Linked DNA regions of Callithrix jacchus: region 2 is linked to region 1. Evidence: chromatin contacts called from public Hi-C data. All regions are on one chromosome and are shown on one strand. The core of a region is the stretch at or near the end of the contact, and the rest is flanking DNA. Distances in the headings are between cores, read along the strand shown.

Evidence for each region. A called contact is a pair of places that touch in the nucleus more often than the background predicts.
Region 2: a contact with region 1 is called in a Hi-C map of skeletal muscle, with 6 times the contacts expected there. The contact joins two enhancer-like sites. A contact is called at or near these places in 3 of 3 Hi-C or Micro-C datasets (induced pluripotent stem cells and skeletal muscle).

What each region holds. Positions count from the first base shown.
Region 1 is chr19:30,317,669-30,323,879 of calJac240_pri, forward strand. No RefSeq gene overlaps it. Among named protein-coding and RNA genes, the nearest start is that of BTG2, 37 kb to the right of the region's middle. Within about 2 kb of position 2,848, at least 14 of the 16 cell types and tissues checked have an H3K27ac peak or open chromatin away from gene starts, as enhancers often do. A contact at or near this core is called in skeletal muscle, where this site is marked.
Region 2 is chr19:30,376,760-30,383,426 of calJac240_pri, forward strand. No RefSeq gene overlaps it. Among named protein-coding and RNA genes, the nearest start is that of BTG2, 22 kb to the left of the region's middle. Within about 2 kb of position 4,337, at least 14 of the 16 cell types and tissues checked have an H3K27ac peak or open chromatin away from gene starts, as enhancers often do. A contact at or near this core is called in skeletal muscle, where this site is marked.

The sequences.
Region 1 (6,211 bases), core at 1,598-4,097:
CACAGGAGGCTGGGAAATGCAGTCTTTACTCTGGGCAGCCATGTTTCCTGCTAAAACTTTTCTTACCCTGATAAAAAGTAGCAAGTTACTGGAGACTAGCAGCTCCTACCACACTAGACTGTGGCCTCAGGCAAGTCTCATGGCCGCTCTAGGCTTGGAGATAAAGCTATTTTACCACAAACAAGTTGCATGAACTGAAACCCCGGATGCAAAGGATCTAGCACAGAGCCTGGAATATACTATGCTCAACCTCTCCTTTTCCGTTCCTGTCTCCAGATATTCTGGAATGTGCGGTGGTAGGTCTCAAACACCACAGCTCTCGCAGCCGGTGTCTGAGTGCTTTCTCTATGCAGACTCACAAGATCAATGTTGGAAATAGATGCTTGGTGCTGAAAAGAAAAATTAGCACTGAGACAACGGATCTTTCAGCAATGCAATTTTTACTTCCTGGACTGCAAGAAGGGTACACTCGCTAGCCATCTTGCTACAAGAGTACAATGAACAAAAGCAAACAGACAAATTTATCCCTTATGCATTTGGGTGGTCGTTACTGCTGTGTCTGATCTACATTGGCTGGAGCCAGACCTCACAATCTAAACTAAAACCCAATTGGTTAACAACTTAAAACTTTTCTAAACAGGTAAAAGCAATGGAAGGCTGGGATATGCCTGTGAGCACGTCCAGCACAGAAGTTTTGGTCAGAGTACAAGGACATAGAATGTACTACGTGTCTGTAAGCATACCGTGTCTGACAGCTATATAGAATAGGGCTTAACAAAGTTCTTAGCACACTTACTCTTTAGCAAGAAAGGAAACTTTAAAGAGGAACTTTTCTACTCCCCACAGTCACCCTGAAACTTCTTACCAGAACTTCTGAACCAGACCTCAGGGCGGTAGAGTAAGTCACAGTGACATTTATAGAATAAATAATGCCAGCATCACACACTATTTACCCCATGAAGTCTACACATTATTCCACTTCATTCCGGCACAACCCCAGGTAATAGGAACTATTATCCTGACGGACAGATTTGGAAACTGAGGTCAGAGAGGTTAAGCCACTTGCGGAAGGTGACACAGACAGTAACTGGCTGAACTGGGATCAGATCCCGGTCTATCTGGCTCTGAGTCCTCGTCCTGTAATCATCACGGTACAGCAGTCAGGGGTTTCCCTGTATGAGGCATCTACTCACCGCCCCGTGATGGAACCTATTGTTAAAGGATCTCGGCCACACGAGGGAATCGGGGAGGAGGGGACCCCATGAAGGAAGCCTTTTCGCTGGTGAGGAGACTGACCTCAGCTTTGCCGCCTGTGAGACACTGATTACAGCTGTTAACAGGCAGGCAACCTAGGAAGACGCCTGGAGCCTGGAGACACGATGTGAGTCAGAGCCTTGGACTTGCCTGCATACTCCTCATACTGCCCCAGCCTCAAGGGCAGACAGCCAGGACCAGATAGGAGTGGGGACAGCCCTAGCCCCTGGCCAACCGCTCTGAAGAGAAAAAGCTTCTTCCTAAGCCGCAGTAAATCCTTAGGGTTAATTGCAGCCCGAACATTCATTTCAAAGACCTCACTTCCTGAATCCCAGGAACGCCCAGGAGAATGGGGACCGAGGTGGCCTGGCCCAGAAAAAGCAAGATACAGACATTGTCTCAACCTGTACATTCTCAAGGAGAAAGAGGGCCCTCCCAGCAGGACAAGTGGGTGGGCCTCATGATCCTGGAGGGGCTGAGCACAGGGAAGGATGGCGTAGGAGACTCCACCAAGAAGGCGGTGACCCTGGGCTTGGGCACCCACTCCCTGCTGGAGAACCCAGCCTGGCCTGGCTTCCGGAGCCCTCCAACCTTCACCTTCATGCTACTTGACTTCCACCTAAATCCTGCACTGCTCCCTGTGGGAAGGCAGGGGTGTGACTTCTTGGTAGTCTCATCTGGCTGGTCTCCCTGGAGAGTGGGAGCTCCTTAAGGGGAGGGCTGATCCAGGCCCCTTCTGGACTTCAGTTCCCGCAGTGATCCCTAGTACGCTACCCCCCGAAGTGTCTGATAGAACACTGGCCCAGCATCGAGGCCAGCGCCTCTACTGGAGCTGCCCGCAACATGCTGTGTGATCCTGGGAAATGTGCTTAAGTTCTCTGAGCCTCATTTTTCCTTTTACACGACAGAGATAATCCTGCCTCTGGGAGAATGAACTGAAGTAAATTACCCTGATCCCCTAGACGAAAAGGAGGGAGCAGGAGAAATTCTTCCAACCCACAGGGCCCAGCACAGAGGAGGCGGCACCCCCAGTTTATTCACCGTGAACCTGGTGTGCCAGACAAAGTTCACCGGCAGGGGGCGCCAGGCCACCGCTCGGTGCTCAGCCTCACTTTGGGGAGCGGGCAGAGTCTGGTCTCAACAGGTCTCGCCTCTGGCACGGTGCGTCTCGCGGCCCAGAAAAGGCACCTTGTCCCCAGAGGTCTGAAGTCGCTGATTGTGTTTATTCAAAGCCAGCCATCGTTGCTCACCCGTCCGATTTCCTCTGGCTGTGTGTGGACGGGGGTGCGTGTGACCGCGTCTGTGCACCGGGGACGGTGCTGTGGGCTTTGTGCTGAGCCAAGGGTGCGGCTTCTCCTGTCCGCCAGGTCCTGGGCTCTCGGCCGCGGCCGGCAGGGGCGGTGCTGATGCTGCAGGAGGATCGGGAGCCACTGCCTCTGCTCAGCCCCGCGGGAGCCGCTCTGTGTGCCTGCAGCGGGAAGGGCCACCGGGCGGATTGCCTCCTTGGCCGGTGGCCCCTTCAACAGACCGGTCTCTCCGATGGGCCTGCTCGTTAAGTCAGTGTGAGGGCACACGGAGGAAGCCCTGCTTGCCTCTCTAGTCAGAAGAAAGGGGCCACGGGATTGTAAAACAGGCCTTCGGTTCTTGGATAAGAAGACAAAACCAAACCAAAAGCCTGCTGGGCTCACTGTCTTACCTGGAGGCAAGTGATTGCTCAGGCCAAATCACCCAACCTGGGCTCTGATACCTGCCGTCCCAGGTGGGGCCCATGCGAGGGGGAAAGGGGCCAGCATGGCCTCTGCCTGGGGCTCCCAGCCTGAGGGGGCAGTGTGTCCTCACCCCAAGAGACCAGTGTTTGCAGGACAATACTGTCAGGCTGGTACGAGAGGCAGCCTGTGGCCACACAGGATGGAGAAGAGGGACTCAAACTGTGAAACAGACAGGGTCAGGGAGCCCACTCCCATCTGACCCACCAGCCAGCAGCCCCTCTTTGCTTCCTCACTTTTCAGACAGAGTCACCCTTTTTTTTTTCTTTCTTTCTTTCTCTTTCTTTTTCTTTCTTTCTTTCTTTCTTTCTTTCTCTCTCTCTTTTTTTCTTTCTTTCTCTTCCTTCCTTCCTCCCTCCCTCCCTCCCTCCCTCCCTCCCTCTCTCTCTCTCTCTCTTTCTTTTTTGATGCGGTCTCACTCTGTTGCCCAGACTGGAGTACAGTGGCACCACCTCAGCTCACTGCAACCTCTGCCTCCCAGGTTCCAGAGATTCTCCTGCCTCAGCCTCCCCAGTAGCTGGGACTATACACCACCACGCCCAGCTAATTTTCATAATTTTCAGTAGAAACAGGGTTTCACCATATTGGCCAGGCTGGTCTCAAACTCCTGACCTTGTAATCTGCCTGCCTTGGCCTCTCAAAGTGCTGGGATTATGGGTGTGAACCACTGGAATCGCCCTTTTCATAGACACAGAAGGGTCACCACGTAATCATCCTTCCTAGGCTGAGGGTACAGACAGGAGCTGGCAGAGAGGGTACTGGGCAATTTCCACAGGGTCACCAGTCCTGGGGAAGGTTCCTGGGGTAGGTGGCTAGGGGTGGGGTAGAGGTGGGGGACTGCCACAAAGGCTTCCAAGACCCTGAAGGAGGCCAGGCACCTTGAGTCTTAAGAAGCCAGAGGAATCGTCTAATCAGGTGACAGTGCCCGTCCTCAAGGGGCCAGTGGGCCAGGCAGGCACGCACAGCAGCTGTGATACCTTCAGGCAGACCACAACGCACTCTACAGTTTGCTGAGTTATTTTACACACACTTATTCTGTGAGGTCGGCAGAAAAATGCAGCTCAGAGATGTTAGGTAACTTGTCCCAGGACACACAGCCAGGACTTGTGCCTGTATCTCCTGAGCTCTAGCCTGAACTGGCTCCTTAGGTAGCCTTTGCCCCTCCTACCAACTCCCTGAAGCAGAACCTTAGAGCCGCAGGGCCCATCTTGTTCTGACAGGTCTAGAACTTGCCTTTATTTTTCAGGTGACTGGCATTGGTTAACATCTACAGGCCTGGCTCACCCAACAAACCGCAGGAGATGCATGGATGGGCAGACAATGCCACTGTGATTGCTTACAGTGAGCGCCAGTTTGTTTAGAAGGCTGGTGTCAGGAATCGACTCAAGTCATCCATTCCCTCCTGGCGTTACCGGGAAAATGCAGAACCAGAGCAAATGCAGCCAGCCTTCCCTGAAGGAGTTCTCAATCTGTCAGACTGGGCTACAGAAATATGTGACGTGGTTGGGCACAGTGGCTCATGCCTGTAATCACAGCACTTTGGGAGTCTGAGGTGGGTGGATCACAATGTCGAGAGTTCGAGACCAGCCTGATCAATATGAAGAAACCCCATCTCTACTGAAAATACAAAAAATTAGCCCATAGTGGTGGGGGGCACCTGTAATCCAGCTACTCAGGGGGCTGAGGCAGAAGAACCACTTGAACACAGGAGGCAGAAGTTGCAGTGAGCCGAGATCACGCCACTGCACTCCAGCCTGGACGACAGAGCAAGATCACGAGGTCAAGAGATGGAGACCATCCTGGCAACATGGTGAAACCCCGTCTCTACTAAAAATACAAAAAATTAGCTGGGCACGGTGGTGCGTGCCTGTAATCCCAGCTACTTGGGAGGCTGAGACAGGAGAATTGCCTGAACCCAGGATGTGGAGGTTGCAGTGAGCCGAGATCGCGCCATTGTGCTCCAGCCTAGGTAACAAGAGCGAAACTCCGTCTCAAAAAAAAAAAAAAAACAAAACCAGAAATGTGTGATGTGCTGGGAAGCGTCAGGGAAAGGGCGGCTCAGGAGTGTCCTGGGTTGTAATCACAGCTCTACCAGTTCTTAACATGTCCTTGGCAGGTCGCTCAAGCCTCAGCCTCTTCATCTGATACATGGAGATGATGCACAGAACGACCCAGGGCTTCTGGGAGGAGCGTAGAGCATGTGCGGTGCAGGGACTGGGTCCAGGCAGATAAACAGTGGCTCTTCTATTTCCGGAAAGCTGGGCGACTTCCCTGTCTGCAGAAGGCGTATTTACAACAACCACTCTCTGAAAGCCGTTATTCCTCACCCCGCTCAGCACTGGGTCTTCTCACAAACCCTCGCTATTCCTTGAGCCCTTCTCTAGCACAGTGTCTCTCCAGTCAGGCAGGTGCCAGATAATTCCCTGGGCTACAATTTTATTTAGTGACATTCTTGTTTCTTTTTCTTTTCTTTCTTTTTTTTTTTGAAGACAGTCTGGCTGTCACCCAGGCTGGAGTGCAGTAGCATGACCTTGACTCACTGCAGCCTCCGCCTCCTGGGACCACAGGCACACGCCATCATTCCTGGCTAATTTTGTATTATTTGTAGAGACGGGGTCTCACTATATTGCCCAGGCTGGTCTCTCAAAGTCCTGGGCTCAAATGATCTACCCACCTTGGCCTCCCAAAGTGCTGGGATTACAGGCATGAACGCCATGCCCAGCCAATTTAGTGCTTTTCTTGGCCTAAGGGTGCACAGCGCTCAACTTGAAGGAGATGTTTTCTGGTTCTTGGAGTGGATTTGAAGATACTAAATTTCATTTCCCTCAGCCACATGCTTTCCTTGAGTGACAGGTTTCCCGGGTGACAGGTTTCCAAGTCTGGGGAAGCTGGGACAGCCTGGTCCTGCCACTTGCCACAATGTGTGACCTCGGGCATGTTCTGGAACCCCAGATTCCTTATGTGTCAGTCAGGAGACATTCAGCCACGGGGTTGGGAGAGGATTACACTTGAAATGTGTGCAGTGTCGAACACCTGGCCCAGCGTGAGGAGGGACTCAATCAGTGATCATTGTCTTGTAGTCATGAAACAGATGCTGGGTTTTATAAGTTTCAAATTTAGAGACTTTACCCATGGGAGGGAAAGATCAACTTCACAAACGGGGCATTGGAACCACGTTGGCTGAGTCCCTC
Region 2 (6,667 bases), core at 3,087-5,586, 61 kb after region 1:
CAGAATGATCTACATCAGCGCTTGATGTTTGCTACACAAATGGAAATGAGCAGAGATGGGTGAGGTTAGCTTGAGCAAGGATTGGGAAAGACAGATGTTTTGAGAAATGCCCTTGCAGCTCAGAGAAAACATCTTTACAACCTTATTTATGCCCAGGAGAAGACATTCCAACCACCTCTGAGCACTGGCACTTTGGCCAACACAAACCACAGGAGGTCAGATGGGTGGGCAGAAGAGCAAAGCATGAGGCCAGTTAGGAGAGCATCAAGTATTGTCACCTGTGTTCCCTGGGTAGTCACTATGCTCCTCCATGCTCCCTATCCTCCCCTGACACCAGTATTACCACCTTAGCCCTCTGCAGAAAGAACAATAGTGGGCCAGGCGTGGTGCTCAAGCCTGTAATCCCAGCACTTTGGGAGGCCAGGGCGGGCAGATCACGAGATTAGGAGTTCAAGACCAGCCTGGCCAACATAGTGAAACCCTGTCTCTACTAAAAATACAAAAAAAAAAAAAAAATTAGCCAGGTATGGTGGCTGGTGCCTGTAATCCTAGCTACTCTCGAGAGGCTGAGGTAGGAGAGTCGTTTGAACTAAGGAGGTGGAGGTTGCAGTGAGCCGAGATCTTGCCATTGCACTTGAGCCTGGGAGACAGTGCAAGACTCCATCTCAAAAAAAAAAAAAAAAAAAGAAGAAAAGAACAACTGTGGCATTTAGCCTAGAAGAATGCATGCCTATGGCCTCAGAATCATAACTTTACTAAACTATGATTAAGACATAGGAACGGTTCTCTTATTCTGAATGTATTGACCTCAATAAATAAACTAGATAAACTCTTAGCAGAGTTCCCCTTAAATCCTCCCGAGTCAGGCTAGGTTGATGGAAAGCAGAGAGAGAAGGGAGACAAAAATCTGAGGTTCGGGAGGTTGGGCGGAGGGCACTAGCCTTCGCTCAGCCTCCAACCCTACTCTCAAGAAAGGATCTCTGCACAGCCTTGAACCTTTCTACTCTCAGTTGCCTCATGAAGTAATAGATGTGAGGTACTCTGAACTACGTTGACAGTGCCATGCCCACTCCACTTCCTGGGAGCTGAGGGTGCGGGGAAATTGAGAGGAAAGCCTTGCACAGCTTCTCCTGATGGAGCATCAGCGTGCTCTCTACCACACTAGGAGGTAGGGCGGTGGGTGTTTTTCACCCCCCAATTTACAGAGAGGAAACTGGAACTCGAACAACCCAGATGACTTGCCCAGAATTACACAACACACACACGATGAGCTGAGACGGGAAGCTGAGTTTTCCGACTCCTGGCCCAATCCTAGCTTCTTAATGTTTGTGGGAATGTGTGGATGATTTTAATAGAATCCCATTCTGGAGCAAGTCAAACTTTATCATGTAACTGCAGAGCACCCAGGTCCTACTATTCCCCACCTGTCCCAGAGGCCTCGGATTTTCCATTTAACCCTAATTTCTGAAGAGGCAAAACAATTCGAGTCAAGGGATTTTTGCCTAATGAAAGCCTCAAACTACAAAGTCCCAAAGTATTAAGGCTTAGTGCTGCTGCCCCAAACTGAAGTCTTCCTTTCCAGGGGACTCTTTCCTTTCCAGCTCTGTGCAGGGCTGGCCAGAAGCCGAGCAGGAGCGTGGGGGCAGCGCTTCCCCAGAGGACAGATGGGCTGGGCTGGCCGTGGTGCCTGTGCTTTCAACAAACTTTTTGTTTTCCAGCCAAACATGCAGCGTCCATTCCCCTCTCACCTTCTGCTCCCTGGCAGCCCACCGGCTACCCCGTCCTGCCTTTGGATTTGCCCTGAGGAGCCGATGGGCTCTAGAGGGACGGGGGTCTTTCTCCTTTATGACTTGGGAGAAGGATGAAAGGAGGCTTGCAACTGGTGTGGGGCAACTGTTGCCATCTGTCTGGTGGGACGTCACCAGGGAAGGTCTCGCCCATTCACTCCTTCACGCACCGCTGGCTTGGGCCTTTTGTTTGCTTCGCCCGGGAGGGGGCTGCTGTAGTGGGGGAAGCCTCGGGTGAGAGCAGCAGCTTCTTTGTGTCTGGACCAAACTTCCAGTGACTCACTAGGTTAATTTGCATGAGGATGCAGCTGAAGCCCCAAACCACTCAAGTGACTGACACCCCCTCCCTCCTCCTTTGGTCACACAGCTCCCCAGTCAGAGGGAGATAGATAGCCTGGCTCCTGTCCTGGGATAAGGAGCTGGCAAAGCCTCTGCGTCCTCTCTCTCCACCCTGGTCCCTTTACCTTTCCCAGGGCGAAGTGGATCTGGTATTTTCCTCCTTCCCCACCCCTAGCCTGGAAGAGCTGACATCCAAAGTCCGGCTTCCTCCCCACCCCCAAGGTCCCTTACAGCTCTGTTCCTTTTGTTTGTTTTTTCTGTGGACTAGGCCTGGCAGGCGGAGGGGCCAAAGCAGGAGAAAAGACCCATTAGCCACCGCCCGGCAGCTGAGCAGGAAAAGAAAGGAGCTGAATAGAGGCGGTGGGGTTGGCAGCCCTCCAGCCCAGCTCCTGGTCTTTGAATTAACACCCCAGCCAGAGGCTGGGGATCAGTGTAGGGAGGCTTTGGGGCATTTAATTATTTAAAGGTCTCAATTCGAGGAGCTAAGTCCCTTGGGAAGGGGGAGGACAGGCAGATGGTGTGCCCCAGGATCTGGGACACTGGTGCAGGGTGGGGTGGAGGACATGGGTGGGGGGGGAAGGGGGTACTGAGCCAGGGCATGGCTCAGAGAGTAAGCATGGGGGAATGGGAAGTGAAACAGTCGACTGCCCTCTCAACCCAAGCAGCACCCTGCAAATAGCCGTTCCCAACATCAGCTGGGGGCAGGTTCTCAGCCTCTTCTTCCTGTATCCCTGCCCACCATTCCCCAAATTCGTTGGTGTCTGCCCTAAGCGAGATCCATTTTGAAAATATACAACAAAGCTGTGAAGTTTGGGGGATGAATACTTCACCTTTCTCCTGCTTCTGAGACATGCTCTGGGCTGGTCCAGGGGATCAGGACTGGGCAGATGGGAGGATTTTCTCTGACTTCATTTTTCTTTTTTTGCATAATGGTGAAATTCACCTATCAAATCTAGCATTTTATCTGGTTTCATTTTATATGGTGAAACCACAGGGTGAATCTCTTGGGAGTCTGGAGAAGTCTCTTGGAAATCTTTTTTTGTTTTTGTTTTTTTTTTTTGAGACAGAGTCTTACTCTGGAGTGCAGTGGCATCATCTTGGCTCACTGCAACCTCCACCTCCCGGGTTTTAAAGATTCTCTTGCCTCAGCCTCCTGAGTAGCTGGGACTACAGACGGCCGCCACTACACCCAGCTAATTTTTGTATTTTTAGTAGAGATGGGGTTTCACCATGTTGGCCAGGATGATCTCAATCTCCTGACCTTGTGATCCACGAGCCTTAGCCTCCCAAAGTCTTGGGAGACTTAAGGACCTTAACTGAAAGTCCTGCTCTTGTGGGGCAGGGGTCAGGTGCTGCTTCAAAAGGCAACCATTCTAGCCATTTCCTTTGGCAAAATAGCAGGAAAATCTACCTTTTCTAGAGCCAAGTCGGATGGGTCTCCCAGGTGGAAACAGACTACCTAGGTACAGCTAGCTCTGAGCTCTGTGCCAACAGGCAAGTTACCCAACTTCGCACTGCCTGTTTTCTCACCTGAAAAGGAGGATCAAAGTAGCTCCTACTTGGTATTGTAGGGAGGACTGATTTTTGTGAGTTGCTCAAAAGGATACCCAGCTCTTAGAAAGTACACAATAAATGTGATTAAATATTATGGCCATTACGGGAACAGGAGGCACTTATCTAGGTTACACAATGGAAAGAAAGAAGCAGGATTGGGGAATTGAGTTTGAGGCCAAAGAAGAACGTGTGAGGGTGTAGATTTGCCTCTGCCCTTTCTCCCTCGTGTAACTGGGTTATGAGTGGAAAAGTGAGACCCTCCTGTGCAGACCCTGCTTTGCGGCACTGTGGGCATTACTGTTACATGGTGAGAAGGTGTGCGATTTTCGTCTCCTGCTTCTTGGGGCCCTTTTCACTCTCTCTTAAGCCCCTCCGGGGCTGCATGGTCAACTGGTCACTTCGGGGACACACACTGCAAGACAGCACCGTCTTCAGTTCCTATCTGGTCTGCCTCGAAAGTTAGGTGGGTGATTTTTGCACCTTCTCGCGTTTGCAGGTCTCTCTTCCCCAACATGCTTGGTGGTGAGGGTAAGGGGACGACGGCGATGCCTTTCAACCCGGGACCGTTGCGGCCGAGGCGATCCCAGACCGGCTGCCTGGAGTCAGACCTGCCCAACAAGGACGCTTCGGGGAGGAGGGAGACAGCGCCGGCTGCGGGTGCGAAGGCAGGCAGGTGTCTGGCTCTCTCCCTCCCGGATGTGGGCCCTCGGCCGCTCAGCCCCCCGTCCCCCCGCCCCCCACGTCCTTCAATCCCCAAGAGCAGCTGGCTGGGACCTGTAAGAACCACCAAACGCCCTCACAAGTCTGCTCTCTGCTCCGCAACAGCGGCCGAGCGGCATCCTCCGCCCGCTCCGGGGAAGCCCCACCTTGGCAACAAGCTGCTGATTGGTTGGCCCGGGGGCGGCGCGGGCCATTCCCAGCCCTCCCTGACGCCACGGCGTTTGGCAGAGAAGTATTAAGGGGGGGGGGGAATGGGGGGAAGGAAGAAAGTAAGAAAGGTGGGGCGCTAGGTGGTTTCGTAGCCCGGTTGCTCCCCCGGCGGCGATGGAGAATGGGGCCTTTCAGAGAGGGGGAGGCGGGGCGGCTGCTGGGCTTGGGCCTTCTCGTCACCTGCCGCAGGAGGAGCTCAGGTCCCTGAAGCCCCCAAGGCGTCCCCGTCTCTCAGGTCCTCCCCGCAGCTTGAGCGCGGCAGGGCCCCGCCCCGCGCTTCTTGAGCGGTCTGGGGGTTCGGGGGTGAACCCTTTCCCGTCTTCCTTCCAGAGTCCCGCAGGCTTTGGGCATTGATTTCCCCAAGTTCGAGCTCAGGCTCTCTTCCTTTTCTTCTCGTGTCTCTGTGTGCTTGCGCCCTCCTATGGCCGAGTGACTTGAGCGCTGTCTGCCATTGCCAGTCGGCCACCCTCTAAAACCAGATTAACCACCCTCCATCGGACTGTGGCTACCGGCGCCAGCCTCAGCCTCTAAGACAGCATGCATTTCCCCAGCATGTACATAGTAAACTTCATTAACCTATCTTCAATATCGTTGTCCTTCCACCCCGGGACACAGAAGCACACACACACCTACACCCTCAAAGAATGCGGCATAGTAGCTTCGAGATAACTATTCGACTCTAGCCTCTGCCACTTTCTGGCTGTGTTACTTTGAGCAGTTACTTAACCTCTCCGAGCTTCGATTTTCTCCTATGAAAAATACTCATGATAATAATGGCACCTGTCTCCTGGCATTATTCTGACAAAATGCCCGGCACATAATTGCCTCATAAATGGTGATTTTTTTTTTTTTTTGACGGAGTCTCGCTCTGTCATCCTGGCTGGAGTGCAGTGGCATGATCTCGGCTCACTGCAGCCTCCGCCTCCCGGGTTCAAGTGATTCTCCTGCCTCAGCCTCTCGAGTAGCTGGGACTACAGGAGTGCACCACCACATCCAGCTAATTTTTGTATTTTTATTAGAGACAGGGTTTCACCGTGTTGGCCAGGATGGTCTCTATCTCTTGACCTCGTGATCCACCCACCTCTGTCTCCCAAAGTACTGGGATTACAGGAGTGAGCCACTGGGTAAATAGTGATATTATTTTAGGTATTAATACCAAAGCAATAAGTATCTCTTCCTCACATTTTACCTCAGCTGACCATACTTGATTTAGGTGCTGGGGATAGCTTTAGATCCTAAAGACATTTAAAGTCTTATTAGTAAAGTAATTTAAGACCCAGAATGAAACTTAGTATGGCTTCAAAGCCCTGGGCTGGGTCCTCTGTTTAGCTCCTAGATTTTTGCTAAGGGAGAAATCTCTTGGCAAGACTGTATTTTCTCTTTTCCTCAAGGTCTTTTCTTCAAATTTCCCCCTCTCAAACATTTTCAGCACAGAAGCACCCGAGGATTTACAACTCCCTTTTTAACAGGATTGAACTTTCTCCTTTTGTTAGGTAGAGCACTCCGCAAATGTTCTCTCCACATCCGTACATCAACAAACACTAAGATGGGCTTGTATGTTTTCCCCAAGCCCCTTTCCTGAAGTCTTTTCTTGTCACCTGGAGACCCAACCCTTCTGCATTCTCTTGCCTGCCTGAAACATACCACATGCTGATGTATACATTGTCTACAGTGAGCATGGAGATGGCTGTTCAGTGCTCACAGACCCCTGGCGGCTGGCCAGGTCTATCACCTGCTGGGCTTAGTTGATGTTTTGCATTGTTAAGAACAAAAGCAGTGATGCATCTGGGGCATTTCAGTAGTGCCTGATGGCAGGGTCAGGGAGGAGGGTAAGGGGCACACAGCGACAGGATACAGTTCAATGGGGAGTCAGTATGCCTGGGGTTCAGTGTTGAGTCTATGCCTTTAGGGGGACAAGTCAATTAAACGTGCTGGGTCCCAGTTACCCTGTCTGTAAAGTGGGGTGCATCATACCTGTGTCCTTACTGCATAGGTGTGTGATAAATGTCATAGAATTGAAAATACTTTATATTTTCTGGATTAAAAAAGGTGCGTGC